Linked DNA regions of Mus musculus: regions 1, 2, 4 and 5 are each linked to region 3. The links are chromatin contacts, called in public HiChIP or PLAC-seq maps. All regions are on one chromosome and are shown on one strand. The core of a region is the stretch at or near the end of the contact, and the rest is flanking DNA. Distances in the headings are between cores, read along the strand shown.

What was found. HiChIP or PLAC-seq counts read pairs in DNA pulled down with a chosen protein or histone mark.
Region 1: a contact with region 3 is called in an HNF4G HiChIP or PLAC-seq map of pancreatic cancer cells. The contact joins two enhancer-like sites. A contact is called at or near these places in 1 of 39 promoter capture datasets (liver), 5 of 484 Hi-C or Micro-C datasets (bone marrow-derived macrophages, nephron progenitors, palatal mesenchyme and 2 more) and 6 of 115 datasets of contacts at active chromatin or transcription factors (bone marrow-derived macrophages, craniofacial prominence, extraembryonic endoderm stem cells and 3 more).
Region 2: a contact with region 3 is called in an H3K27ac HiChIP or PLAC-seq map of trophoblast stem cells, with 18 read pairs. The contact joins two enhancer-like sites. A contact is called at or near these places in 3 of 39 promoter capture datasets (cranial neural crest, hippocampal neurons and liver), 1 of 15 datasets of contacts at CTCF or cohesin (the NIH/3T3 cell line), 31 of 484 Hi-C or Micro-C datasets (the C2C12 cell line, the C3H10T1/2 cell line, the NIH/3T3 cell line and 18 more) and 12 of 115 datasets of contacts at active chromatin or transcription factors (acute myeloid leukemia, bone marrow-derived macrophages, embryonic forebrain and 7 more).
Region 4: a contact with region 3 is called in an H3K27ac HiChIP or PLAC-seq map of extraembryonic endoderm stem cells. The contact joins two enhancer-like sites. A contact is called at or near these places in 3 of 39 promoter capture datasets (cranial neural crest, hippocampal neurons and liver), 1 of 15 datasets of contacts at CTCF or cohesin (the NIH/3T3 cell line), 7 of 484 Hi-C or Micro-C datasets (bone marrow-derived macrophages, cortical neurons, granulosa cells and 2 more), 7 of 115 datasets of contacts at active chromatin or transcription factors (bone marrow-derived macrophages, embryonic hindbrain, embryonic stem cells and 3 more) and 1 of 9 other capture datasets (embryonic stem cells).
Region 5: a contact with region 3 is called in an H3K27ac HiChIP or PLAC-seq map of the NIH/3T3 cell line, with 5 times the contacts expected there. The contact joins two enhancer-like sites. A contact is called at or near these places in 2 of 39 promoter capture datasets (the 3T3-L1 cell line and liver), 5 of 484 Hi-C or Micro-C datasets (granulosa cells, liver, muscle stem cells and 1 more) and 5 of 115 datasets of contacts at active chromatin or transcription factors (the NIH/3T3 cell line, bone marrow-derived macrophages, extraembryonic endoderm stem cells and 2 more).

Annotation. Positions count from the first base shown.
Region 1 is chr3:27,651,488-27,654,187 of GRCm38.p6, forward strand. All of the region lies in intron 1 of Fndc3b (fibronectin type III domain containing 3B), which reads right to left. Among named protein-coding and RNA genes, the nearest start is that of Fndc3b, 58 kb to the right of the region's middle. Within about 2 kb of position 1,379, at least 60 of the 459 cell types and tissues checked have an H3K27ac peak or open chromatin away from gene starts, as enhancers often do. A contact at or near this core is called in extraembryonic endoderm stem cells, palatal mesenchyme, pancreatic cancer cells and 1 more, where this site is marked.
Region 2 is chr3:27,688,849-27,691,548 of GRCm38.p6, forward strand. All of the region lies in intron 1 of Fndc3b (fibronectin type III domain containing 3B), which reads right to left. Among named protein-coding and RNA genes, the nearest start is that of Fndc3b, 20 kb to the right of the region's middle. Within about 2 kb of position 1,448, at least 186 of the 459 cell types and tissues checked have an H3K27ac peak or open chromatin away from gene starts, as enhancers often do. A contact at or near this core is called in the C2C12 cell line, the C3H10T1/2 cell line, the NIH/3T3 cell line and 11 more, where this site is marked.
Region 3 is chr3:27,862,237-27,864,936 of GRCm38.p6, forward strand. No RefSeq gene overlaps it. Among named protein-coding and RNA genes, the nearest start is that of Gm26040, 4.5 kb to the right of the region's middle. Within about 2 kb of position 1,260, at least 169 of the 459 cell types and tissues checked have an H3K27ac peak or open chromatin away from gene starts, as enhancers often do. A contact at or near this core is called in the C2C12 cell line, the C3H10T1/2 cell line, the NIH/3T3 cell line and 16 more, where this site is marked.
Region 4 is chr3:27,606,228-27,608,927 of GRCm38.p6, forward strand. The region is part of intron 3 of Fndc3b (fibronectin type III domain containing 3B); the gene reads right to left. Among named protein-coding and RNA genes, the nearest start is that of Mir3092, 23 kb to the left of the region's middle. Within about 2 kb of position 1,389, at least 221 of the 459 cell types and tissues checked have an H3K27ac peak or open chromatin away from gene starts, as enhancers often do. A contact at or near this core is called in the NIH/3T3 cell line, bone marrow-derived macrophages, extraembryonic endoderm stem cells and 5 more, where this site is marked.
Region 5 is chr3:27,624,165-27,626,864 of GRCm38.p6, forward strand. The region is part of intron 2 of Fndc3b (fibronectin type III domain containing 3B); the gene reads right to left. Among named protein-coding and RNA genes, the nearest start is that of Mir3092, 41 kb to the left of the region's middle. Within about 2 kb of position 1,272, at least 63 of the 459 cell types and tissues checked have an H3K27ac peak or open chromatin away from gene starts, as enhancers often do. A contact at or near this core is called in the NIH/3T3 cell line, bone marrow-derived macrophages, granulosa cells and 2 more, where this site is marked.

The sequences.
Region 1 (2,700 bases), core at 129-2,628, 210 kb before region 3:
TAGAAAATGAAAGTTTTAATCTGGAGTTTATCAGGAATTGACTCTAAAGTTGAACAATTAATTCTGTGTTTTATAAAGTAGCAGAATTAGAGAAGAGCCCTCACACTCCTTTCTGCTCTTAAGAGATTATGTTTTTAGCACCAATTCCCTGCCCTGCTTACTCACTACAGATTAAACTAAAGCTAGAATCAAACGGGAGCCTGTGACGCCTGAACTGTCTTACTGGTTCGGGAGTGGCTTCGGCCTCCTTATTAAAGGGAGGAAGAACTTCAGTCGAAGGATGAGAACCAAAACACACGGTTGTGCTGGCGGCTGCTGTGTTTTTATGCCAATGAAATCTAATTTTACAGCTGAGTTCTACCCTGTGCAGGAAAGACACTTGCCATGGCTTGCCACCTGAATGAAGGAAAGGGAGGTGATAATTGCTCATGCAGAAAACCCTCTTGAGACATGAGCAGTACCGAGAGGTATGTGCCCAGCTGGTTGGTTGAGGCACGAATAGTCTGGAATTTGCCTTCTTGTCTGATATGTATTCATTAGTGAAGTCAAATCACAGCCGTCTGGAAAAAAAAATCTTAAGCTTAAAAATATTCTGGCTTTTTGCATCCAATTAGAAGCATGGAAGCTCTGACAGAAATCCTGTGAAATAGAGTTCTTTCCATTAAAAATAAAACTATAGCAGAACAAAATGAATGGCAAGCCCCCCGAGAACTCCCATCCTGCTCTCGAGAGAAAGGGAAGGAAACTAACTCATTGGCTGTGCAGGCCTGTCATCGACACTCCACAGATCCATAGGTGTGGGCTGGGGACAGAACCTCGAGTGCTCATGGCCTAGCTCCACACCTGGACACCTGACAGGCCAGGACAGTGGTCACAGACACTTTTCTCCTTGTAACTTGGCTTTGAATATACTTTTAAGTGGCTTTCGTGAAGTCATTCACAGTACAGTCATGGCAGAACACCCAGAGTTACTTAGGGAAAGTACTATTTTCAGGAGAGGAAAAAAGTCCAAATATAAGTTCTCTATGAATATACAGAGGTTTCTTTCATAGCACGCCCCACAGACCAAACTTTTAGAGGAAAAAAAAAAAAAAAAGGAAAAAAGTTACATCACCGTATATACACAATCTCTAGACCCCAAATCCATATCTCAGCTCTGCAAATATTAACCGAGAGAGGAAAGGGGCTTATCTACGGAAAACGTTTACCAAGGGTTGGTTTGTTTAGTTCATTGTTTTTGAATGGTATTTAAGTAAGGCTGCTGACAGAACCAGACACTTTTACTGGAACACTTAGATTCCAGGGCCCTTCATACCACAGTACCTCTGACACCCCGCCTGGACATCCCAAGGATGGCAGCCTAGCATCACAAGAAAACATTCCAGAACGATGAGCCCTGCTCACTTGCAGCCGAGTCAGCTTAGCAGCATATTTTTGCTAAGGATGACTGTAACTGCAAACATGTATTTTCTATAAGTGAGATGTGGAATTTCGTGTATATTTCCTTCTACTCTTTCTCAAGGGACAATATAAGGAAAGTCAGAATCAGTCTGGGCCACCGTGAACGCCTGCTATGGTGGTCGAGTAGGAGTCAGAGACCCTGTGATCCCTTCCAGGCCCAGCGCACGCCCAGGCAGCCTGCAGGCACAGCATGCCTGGCACCCTGGAAGCACTTAGGCAGACCCTGCTGTATTTCAGGTGTCTGAATACTTCTGCACAGGCTCCCTGACTCTCAATCTCTCTGCCTACAGAATAAGTAATTGGTTCTTCAGCACATGACTTCTAGATCATGTCATACAACCAACCTGCATTTTTATATCTCTACTTAGAGATCTAGTATGAATGAAGCTCACATGTAAACTATCTCAACACCTGCCTGGGTACTAACAACTAAGTATAGCACCCTTTAGCGGGGGAGGGAGAAGGCTTTTAAGCATAATCAACAAGTTGCTTTCTGGAAGGGTCTGCAGGAGTTCTGAGCATCATTCACACTAATTCTATCAGGCCTCACGACATTCCTGTGAATGGTCAGCACAACTTCCATGACATCTAAGTCTCTGCCCAGGAGAAGTAGGAAGTGCAGACACCGGCAATGAGCCAGGGCTCCTAGTGAGCTCTCAGAGATCAGGGACTCTCAGCACAGAACAAACCTGGATGAGTGGACAGACGCAAAATGGCCAGGCCAGAGGGTTTGATGGCTAGATGAAATGACCACAAAGACCAAACCCAGAAGAGGTAAATTCTACAGGGACCCTAAGAGTGCCACACCTTGTCTCCCAGGCGTACCCAATCCCTTCTACAATGGCAAAGAGCTTTCAGGCTTCAGTGAAACCTTACCAAGACAGAGACCTCAGAACGTTTTAAGATAGATACCTTGAGGAATGTTAAGTTACTCCATCATCCAATCTCTTAGCCCAGATGGCAAAGACTTAGCACACAGGATGGAGAGGGAACTCCATGGTAAAGGTACCTGCTTTTACTTCAAGCCAATCCCTGCAACCAACATGGGGGAAGGAGAGGGCCAAACCTAACCTTTGTAACATATTCATACTCATACACACACAACCACACACACTGTAACATACATACACACACTCATACACATACAATCACACATTCTGTAACACACACACACACACAAGAAAGTGTAACAAGGCATTTAAAAAAACTTAAGAGCAGGAAAAAAAGGCAGAAATAAAA
Region 2 (2,700 bases), core at 198-2,697, 170 kb before region 3:
GACAGATTTAGTCCAATCCCTGGAACCCACAGACTAAACTGAGATCCACAGTTGTCCTCTGGTCTTCCCAAGCAAGCTATGTTACACACACACACACACACACACACACACACACACACACACACACACAGTAAAAATAATTAAAAGCAAAGGGCAGGGGCTCCCAAAGAGATATAAATGTCAAATGACAGCAGCAAAGACTGGGAATGCTGTGTTATTTTAAGGAGCTAGAAAATAATTGAAGAAAACTGAGGAAAAGACACACAAAAATAAAACACCCTTCAAAAAGCATTCATTAAAAAGCGGCGTGTTATAGCTCAAGCCTACAATCACAGCTTTTGAAAGTTAGAGGCCGAGGACTGGGAGTTCAAGGCCAGCTGCAGCAACACTGCTAGCCTGGGCAACAAGAAACCGTGACTCACAAAACAAAAAGTATATAATAAACAAATATTTCACAAATAAGGAAGACAGCTATGACACATATACATAAATAAAAATGCGGGTGGCTCCACAGATGGAGAAATCTTAACCCCTCAGGGGAGAGGAACAGGCCGGCTTCTTCAGCAGAGGTCCACAGCAACTTCTGTCTAGGGTGAGAGGCCCAGGAAGGCAATCCCTGCCTCTGCCTCCCATCACTCTGCTCTCCAGTCCCTCTCACATGCTGACTTTTGTCCTTCAATCACTTAGGATTGCATCCTCACCATGGTATATGGGCTGGGGAAGAACCATTAGAAATCAAAACGGAAGGAAAAAGAGGAAGGGGGGAGGGAGAGCGGGAGGGAGGAAGTGATGAGCACACTAAGACTGAATCACGAAGCAGGGCCTGGTGGCAGATGCCTCTGATCACAGCATGTGGAGGACCTTGGCAAGAGGACCGGGAGTTCAAGGCCAGCCTCAGGCACACAGCCAAGTCAAGCTGAGGCCAGCCTGAGCTACTCGAGATCCGGCCTGGGTCATAAAGTACATTAAAATATTATATATATAAAATCAGCTTTACTAAAATTACCAGATTCTGCCTAGAAACACTGGGGACAAAAAGGAAATGCCACTTTCAAAGAGGAGAAGAGTAGCTGGCAGCTGGGGTATAGGAGGCAGGTATGGGCACAAAGGAAGCCACTTGCCAGCCCTAGAAAAGGAAAGTGGTCACTCTGTCACCAGTCTACAAGACGGCCTGGGAAAGGGCAGAATGGGAACTGGACCCTTCAGGGCCAGGCTGGCAGGCACCAGCATCAGGCCATCTCCACAGCCTGTGTGGGAAGCCATTAAGAACCAAGACCCCCATGAGTCACACGGTACATTTCTCAGTACCGCCAGGCAGGTGACCACACCAACACAGTCACACTCTAACACACATCCCCAGTAACCTGTATGTGTTCCTGTGTGGAACTGAAAGGTTAACACTGCAGAAACAGCAGAGGTCCCCTTGGCTCTCTGCCCTGACTTCGTTAAGATTGTGCAACTTGTACAAATAGAACCATTTCCTGTCCGCTGCACAAAGCAGCTAATGGACTGGTACAATCCGGGGATGACTTAACGGAAGAACTCAGCCCACTGCTGTCTTACTGCACTGTTTCAAAAAAGAAATGAAGGGAAAGGAAACCGCTGGCCACCAGTGTCTGTCTGAACGTCAGTCAGTCCTTTATGATGTCCTCTCACACAGGTGGCAAACGACAAAGCCAGGAGAATCCACTTGACCGTAGCCACGAGACAATAAGCATCATACCCCGCCCCCTAACATCCTCTATTAATATAGTCCTAAAGGGTCGGCAGGACTGGCTCACCAGGCTCAGTCCCCAGAACCCACATGCTCCAGGACAGAACCAACTCCCAAAAGTCTTCCCATGGCTTCCACGTGAGTGTTATATATAGCACGCGAGCATCCACGGTCACACGCACACAATAATGCAAACGGCAGGCTTCAAAATGATATGCAAACCAGGCCATTTTGGAAGGAAAGCATCAAAACTGATACAGCTACAGCTCAGCTGGCAAAGTGCTTGCCCGGCATGCATGAAGCCCTGGGTTCGAACCTGCAGCCTATCAGACAGACATGGTGTATATGCTATACACCTAGCATAAAGGATCAGAAGTCCAAGGCCATCCCCGGCTACACAGTAAGTTCAAGGCCAGCCTGGGCTACATAAAACCCTGTCTCCAGAAACACCTGATATAAATTAAAGTTAAAAGTTCAGAAGCATCCAGTGTCCACACAGTATACATTCTAATTGTAGAAGACAAGTGTCAAAGAAGAATAGGAAGAAGGGGTGGGGGAGGGGAAGGAGGAATACAGCCTGGGCTCCCACGGCCCACATTACCCTCCAGTAAGTAAAGCTCTTTTGCGTAAGCTATGTGGTGTGAGTATTTATTATCTGCAAACACAATAAACCTTGCCTAAACACTCTCATTCTTTCTATCTATCTGCACACAAGTTCAGGGAGCACAGTTGCTTGCTGTCTTTAGTCAAAATTTTCCTATAGTTCCAAGAAAATAGAATTAGAACATTGCTTTCAAGTGAAAAAATCTAACAGAAATGTCCTACTGGTTCAAACACATGGCATCCCTATGTCACAACAGATGTCTCCCTCTGTCATTAAGTCACTCATTCAATAAACACTAACTGAGCATCATTGTTTGCCAGACACTATGTACAAGAGAGCAAGAAACACACGGTACCTGCCTTCAGTGGATCTAGATCTTTAG
Region 3 (2,700 bases), core at 10-2,509:
CTCACAGGAAAGTTCTATGTCTCTCGAGGACCACACAAGTTCGTAGCTGACTCCCCACACCTTCTAGTGCTTATGTGAGTGTATGGGTGCTGGGGAGAGTAGACCCTTCCACGGAGATGCCAGCAAGTTGTACAGAGACTGGTAGAGTTCTGTTTCTTTGGTCTGCTATTACCCTCTCTGCCCAGGTGAATAGGCCTTTCTGTGCATGTCTCCAGAAAAGTCAGGACAGCAGAGTCATAAGACATTTGTTTCAGTCAGAAAAGGGCAGATGTAGCTCTGCCTAGGGATTGGCAGTTGGACACTGAAGCAAGGTTTAAATCCTCCTCCTTCCCCTTGGACCAGCCACAAGACAGTCAATAAATAGTAGTGAACCCTGACCTAGGTCTAGGGAGAGTCTACCATTCACTTCCCAGACTCCCCACTCCTGTTCTCCAGACTCTCCCCTCTCATTCTTCCCTCCACCTCCCTCTCCCTCCCCCCAACCCCCAATCCCTGTTACCCTCTCTTCCAAGGTGCTCTAGCCAAGGATATTAACAAAGAGGCAGGAGCTGAGCTAGGCAGGCCCTTCCTCTGCAGATTCTGGGACTTGCTGTGGCTGTCAGGCTTCTCTACTGTTGTGATTGTTTTTGTTTTTGTTTTCTTCCTTCATGGAACTGGATCGCTGCTCTGGTGTCATTTGCTTCATTGCATTGCAAGAAAATGATGTCATACTGTGGGGCCCTGGTCCATTTCCCAGCTTCTAACCTAAGTCTCCTGACCTTTCTCATCTGCCTGCTCTTGGAGAAAATGAAACACATTGAAGCATACAGGTCAGCAAACCTCAGGAAGGCCTCTGCGCCTCCAGGATGGGCAGGAACGTTAATGACCCCCACACAGCCTTATCTGGTTGTCACATGGCAAGGACCCCCTGCCTGAAAAATGGGGGAAGGAATGGCTTCGGGTTGTGCTTGCAGTTTCCTGGCAGAAGCCTTTCTTCCCTTACGGTGGCTTTAATTACTAGTGTCGGTGTTCAGTGTAATTCTGGCTCCTCCCATGGTTTCTGCTCTTTGTACTAAAGTCTGTCCGAAAACTTAAATCTTACACGCTGCACTTGTGTCTTCTTGTCTGAGGACCGGTGAGCCCTCAGCATGAGTGACATTATGGAATTACTTCCTGGCATGTCAAAGGCTGAAACTGCCCCGTCTTTCAGGATTGTGGAGAGCCAGGCTTGGACTGGATCGCTGCTCTGGTGTAAGTTTTCCTCTGCCAGGAAACCAGTGCTTGCGCATCATTTGCATACAGCCAATGAGAGCCATCTACTGTTCAGAGGAGGTTTTGGAGCTTGTATGACGACATCCTGGAAAAATCTCAGCTGGGGAAAGGCGACTTTTCCCCCCTCTCCCTAAGCCCCATCTTAAATAGTTTCCTTCCCACAGCCCATATGTCCACATTCAAAGTAAGAAACCCAGCCCATTCTCCTGCCCCGGCCCCTGTCCCTAGCTCAGGAATCTCGACAGCCACACAAAACTGGAAATTGGCTGTTTAAAACGAAGGTGCCATATTCGTTCCAGTCTGTAAACTAGACATTTTTTGGCACACAGCGCTGAAGAATTAACCCTTTGATTTCTCCCAGACAAGGGCACAGTAAAATGCCTGTTCTTTTCTTTGTGACCAGAATGGCAAACACCAACCTGTTGCAGTTCTTAACATCGTGAATGGGGTTCTGGTTAACCTAAGGCATATACGATTGTGCTATTTCACATAATTCCGCGAAAACTGGATAATGTTCAGGTTTCTGAAACTGTACACATTTCCCCCAGATTTTCTTCCCTCAGTTCTAGAAAGCAACTATTGGACTGTCCATGTCTTTGAGGGTGTGGTAGCACCCAGAGATCTGGCTTGTTGGTAAAATGTCTGAAGGTCAGCTTTAATTATTTCAGCACTGAGTGGGACACAAGAAAGCAAGATGTAGGTGCATGAATAAGCAGGGTGCCCCATACTGAGGGGAGAGCTTAAATGTTATTAACTCGGACATTATACTAACAAGTCCCTACGTGTGCAATCACCAGACCACGGCTAGAAATCTTATCGTTCCATTACGGGGCAGATAACAGTGTGGTGATCGAAGACCCGGGGCCTGGGAGACTTGCACTGGATTGCTAGATAGCAATGTTTCAGCCCTGTGCCCTTGAAGAAGTCACGAAGCCTCTCCCAATCACAGATATCAGATCTGCAAAATGAAGGTGTTTATGTCTTATGTCTGAAGTGTTATGTCTAAAGTGTTTACTCTGAATGTGTCCGTTTTCAGATGAGTGGGATCCATACTGACTGATGTTTGAAGACATGTACTAAGTGTGTGGAACGAAGCTCGAAGCCTTGAACTCTTACATGATGCGTCTGTGTGATGTGTACAGGTGTGCATGCACCACACTGCATGCGTGAAGTCAGAGGACCAAGTTGTGGAGTCAGTTCTCTCCCTCCCCATCAAATGGGTTCAACAGAACTGATCACAGACCTGGCTGTTAGAGTCCAAGCTGCACCACCGGGCTTTTTGTTATACGTTGAATCCCATTGATTCTTTCAGCAAGACTGAGTTAGCAATTCTGATGATCCCTATTTGACTAGGAGGAAATTGAAGTCTGTCTTAAAATGGAAGAGGAGGAAGCTTCCCTGCTGATTTGAAAGCCCAGTTGAGTTTCTGACTCAGAATAACCGTGTGTC
Region 4 (2,700 bases), core at 139-2,638, 260 kb before region 3:
GTGTGTGCATATGCATGTGGAGGCCAGAAGCTGACAGCAGGTTGTCCCTCAATATTATATTCTATCTCATTTTTAAGGCAGGATCTCTCCCTGAACCTGGAGCTCACTGTACCAGCAAGCCTGGCCAGCCAGCAGTCTTCGGGAATGACACCCTGCCCGCCTGTGTTCTACCTCATGGCCCACTGCTAGAATTACATGCACTCTACTGGGCGGCCTTTCCCAGGAGTACTGAGCCTAGGCCCTTGTCCTCCCATTTGCAAAGCTAGCATTCTAATGGCAGGGCTATCTCCCTGATCTCTTCATCTCTGATATTCCTGCCACATCAACTGAACTCCTGAAAACACCTGAATGGTTCTCTCTAGCCTGCCACCACAATGCCGCCTCAAAACTGTGCCAGAAAAAGCTATAGAGCTTTCAGTCTGAGGTTCCACAAAAGCCACTACTGTAGAATATGGCCCTGCCCGAGGCGACAGTTTCACCCACAAGATGAAAAAGGTGGCTCACATCAGTGGTTTCTCAGTACTGTAGCCTGTGAGCCCAGGGCTGTCAGGAGAGAAATGCCACGGGTCACCACAGGAGCAAGAGAAGCAGGTTAAGCTCAGAGAGGCCAGCCTTCACACTCAACCTTCCGTGGGCATCAGAGTGAGAACAACGAAAGAAACAGTCCACATTAACTCTCTTAAAGCAGAGGACACCAAGGAATTGTCTCTGGATTTGTTCAAATAAACATGCTGGTACTGAAGGCCAGCTGAAATGTAAGGACATAAGAAGTATCTAATTGGTAGCTGCTGCCGTGGGTGGAAACCGCACACCAGGGCGACCTGAGCCTGCACAACTTCTGAGTCTTCCAAGTGAGTGGCGCCTGCAGCTTCTGAATCCTGGGCTTGAGTTCTGACCGGGCTTCTTTCACAGAGACTTACACTCCACTTGTTAACTTTGTAGTATCTCTACTGTGTCCAGCCTCCCCACCCCCACCCCCAATCTTTCTGCACACTGCAGAGGATGTCTGAGCGCTCAGATAGACTCCCCCAGCAAGTGTGTGGCCTGGGAAGCCTACAGCATGCAGTCCAGCTTTCTCCAACATCTCTCAGGGCAGACGGGGTATCACCCCACCCCAGAAGTTTGTGCCTACTGATAAGCACCCCTCCCTAGAGGCAAACAAATCACAGATTCTTGGGGCAGTCATCACCCTCCCCAGAGTCTCCCTCCTCCTCCCTTCCTATAAGAAAGGTGTCTTTCAAGTCTATCTACAGGGAAACCTGAACAGTTAGGCACTCTCCCTCCCTGTTTGCTCCTTCTCTGGCTGGAGACGCCCACCTTCCTGGCTCCCCGCTCAGCACACTGAGGTGCTCTGTTCTGCTCAGTGGCAGGAGGCCACGTCAGCAGGAAGCAGCATTGGCTGCCAGGTCACATTCAAGGCTGTCTGGAGCAGGGCAGCCCGCAGCCTAAGACAGAGGCTGCCTCTGTGGCTTTTCTCCAGCCTAGAGGAAGGCAGCCTCTGAACATTACAGCAACAAGAGCTTAAGGGGAGACACCAAACACCTTGGTTCTGTCTCCCCGTTTCTAAATGTTCCCCAAATAGCTGTAGTTACAGTAATCCCCCCTCTTTTTCCCCTCAGAGCACTCACTGTACTACTTCCAAATTTGTATTTGGAAAAGGCTGCCACAAGCCAAATCAAACTTCATCGTGGCTTTCTGGCTCCCGAGCCCGACAGAGGAAATTCTACAAACCCAACCGACCAATCTCAGCAGCCCTGATAGGCATGAGTCAGGGTGGAAAACTTGACCTAAGGGGCTGACGCAGAACAGTGGTCAGTGCGGGTCTTTCTTCTTTCTTCTGAACTCACACAGTAAATACTGTATACAAAGAAGCCATGTCAGATGCCAGGTGACACCTCACAGGACGGATTCATGACAAGCAACAAGTCAGCCACCCTGTTCAGACACTCTGAATGAAGGACAATCCCGTATTCATGAAGCTGCCTCATTAAAGTCCAAATCGAACCCATCTGTGGCAACCAATATGTGCTAGACCAGCAAATGCAAAGATGAGCGATGGAAGTCTCTAGAAGCTTTATAACGTAAAAGACAGATTTTACAAAGAGGCTAGGTAAAACATAATAGATACAACCCGTAACACTGACAAACATGCCCCCTCACACAGCACGCCCACTAAGTGTAAATGTGGCTACATGTCAATATGTATATACTTCTGGAGGAGGAGGAGGAGGAGAAGGAGGAGGAGGAGGACGAGGACGAGGATGAGGACGAGGACGAGGAGGAGGAGGAGGAGGAGGAGTTGGGCTTGGCAGTACTTGTCTAACTCCAGAGCAGGTTGGTGGAGGACACAGGCAGGGGCATATTCCTCTTGCTCTCTGCTTTAGTGAGACTCTACCTCAAGAAACAAGGTGGACAGCAGTAAAGGAAGGCAATGCTGGGCTTGGGTGCCATAGAATATGGGCTTCTACATGTGTTCAAAGATGATAATGCCTAAACAAACCAGTCATATTTCTGCAACTGGGATGTAGAAACAATCCAAAACAATTCCTTTTTTGTTTAGACAAACACAAACATATAAAATGATTATGCAAACACCAAATTAAAAAAGACACACAGCAGTTTGTGATTTTGAAGTCTAATTAAATCTAGATGAGAGACTGAAAAATCAACTTAGTCTCTTTTCTTGATACCAAGGAATAT
Region 5 (2,700 bases), core at 22-2,521, 240 kb before region 3:
TCATCCTACCAGAGGTCACACACTTAAAGATGACTGAGTCTCCATGCCCTAGCTGCCACCGGCTATCGCTAGTTCCTCGCCTGGAGGGAGGGCATGGTGAGCCTCTCCTCTTTCTGGGCTGGAATGCTGACTGGCTCATCGTTGTACAGGCACCCACAGCCGCTGTGAGTGCACCGGTGCAGTTGTGTCCTGACCAGAAGACACTGCTTCAGTCCAGTACCCCATGACCTCTGGCTCTTAGAATCCTGCTGCCTCCTCTTCTATGATGGTCCCCAGGTCCTGGGGTAAAGGGAGTGTGACAGATGTGCCACTTATTGAACACTCCACAGAGACTTATTACAGTCTACATCCTGGACAGTTTTGAGTTGGCTAACCGACATCTACTGCACATAAAAACTTCTCTGGTGAGGTCTGAACACTAATCAAGAAAGACAAAAACTTAGAGGACGTTTTGATACTATGTCCACTTTGCAAAATATAGAAATAGATGCTCCCCTGGGACGGCTGTCAGCTGAGCAGTCTTGGTCAGATTTATAGCATCAGGCATGTGTTCCTCCTGTGGAGTAAATCTCACTTCTCTTTGACAACCCCAAGTTCATATACCGCCTCCACACAACCATCAGCAATGGCCTGAAAATACCACTCAGCATTACTATGGAAAGTGCCAGGCAAGAAATAGGATTTCTGAACTGATGTCACACTCTGCCTACCACACTGCTTGAAACAATTTTCTGTAACCATTGACACCAGGACACAATTCAAGGAATGATCTGGAAGCACCCACCTCTTCTGAAGTCTGTTTGTCAAGTCTGTGTGTGTGTAGTCCTCGCCCAAACACCCCTCAGCTTACAGAGTTCAGTGCCTAATCCCTTCTCCCTCCCTTCTTCAGGAAGATGATAGATAAATGGCTTTTAAGCATCTCTTCGGATGTTTAGTTCATGTAATTTTCACTGCTGCTGAGTTGCTATAGCAACCAGATTGTAATCTACCAAGCTACCTTAGAAAGGAGGTAAAGCTCTCGCCTCCTAATAGCAATCTCTCTCCTCACAAGAGCGAAGTCACAGCTGGAACACACTGTATTGAACTGGCCACTGGATATTTTTAGGAGAAGGCATTTGACTTTACTGAGAGAGACTGACCACTGTGCCACTGTCACTGTCAATGACAGAGATAAAAATAAAGCTTTGACACCGCAGCAGCCCAGTGGCCTGTCCTAACCACAGGCGTGAATGAGCCACCGGCACCAGGCCTTGCATCACACAGCCGGGAGAAGCGTGAATCACATCCCCGCAAGGCCAGGAACAGCGAACTTTCTGAGCCATGCATGTCAGTTCTCTTCTGCCTCACCCCGCTCTTCCCATCACTGCCCTCCCCCAGCAAAGCTGCTAAGAGTCCCCTTTAGATGCTAGGCCCACTTAGCAGAATATCGGAGTAAATTTACCCCTGGGAAGCCCTTCAGCCTCATCGTTTTCTGTTCATTCGTTGGCCATTTCCTGCTTTTCGAAGTCAGTATTAAACCAATTCACGCTGCGCTGTCTCTTCTAAAGGGGAAGAGAAGGATCCTAATCACAGATTTTCCTTTCCCAGAGACACTGACACAGAGCCAAGCTGTCAGTCAGAGCAGGAAGCAGGAATGCTTCAAACCTCGGCCTACATGGCCTCATCAGAGCTGCTCCAACTGCAAGGGCCATCGGAGTCAAGAAGTCTGAAATAAGCATGAGGCAGATTAGCAAGGCAATGAATGACAGCAACTCTCCATTCTTGCTAAGTATCAAAGATACAGAAAATAAGACTTAGAATACAACAGAGCAAAAAGCTAAATGCAGCACTCTAGAAATAACTGCTTCACCCAAGGGACAGGCTGGAGGAAGACCCTGCAGCTCTTCCTTCATAACTGTCAATCTAACTGCTTCTTACTCATGAGGAAAGAAACAAGACAGGAGGAAGCTAAGGCTAGGCCTGGAGGCAACTCTGCCCTAAAGGCAAGCTCCTGACATCTGCCTCAAATAAAGACTATCATCAGAAGGAGGCAAACTGCGGTTGAGTTTGGAACAACCAGGTCTCTATAGCAAGCTCCAGGCTGGCTGGGGTTACACTGTAAGATGGTGTCTCAAAAATCAGTTAATAAAGAAAAATAGAAGCATTAAGCCTCAGGATGGTGGTGGCTTAGCTGGTAAGGTTCTTATCTTGTAAGCACAAATACATGAGGAAGAGGCTCAGAACTCGAGTCTATGGAAAACTCTAAGTGTGATGGTGCGTGCTCGAAAGCCCTACTCCAGTGAGACGGAAACAAACCGATTCCTGGTGCCTGCTGGCCAACCAGCCAGATGAGCAGCAGACTTGCCAAATCCCAGGCCAATGAGGGATGTTGTCTCCGGAAAACAAAACAAAACATAATAAAATAAAACAAGAATATAAAAGGGTCAGGGAGAGGCGGACAGTGCATGGGGAATTACATCAAAGTTTTCTCTAACATGCCATGGCCACCGCTGCCATCACCATCACCTGAGTAAAGCCCTGCAGAGAATCAGTCCATTAGAGAAGCCTCTCTGGGAGAGCAGTACTGACTGATCAAAGGTGAAACATTGCCTCTGCAGCTTCCTGGGAGTTCTATTTGGTACCCAGAAGATCAAGAGCCACAGCAGGAGAGGAGAGCCTTTGCCACTTCTGCAGCTTCTCCACTTACCACACTGTGAGGCC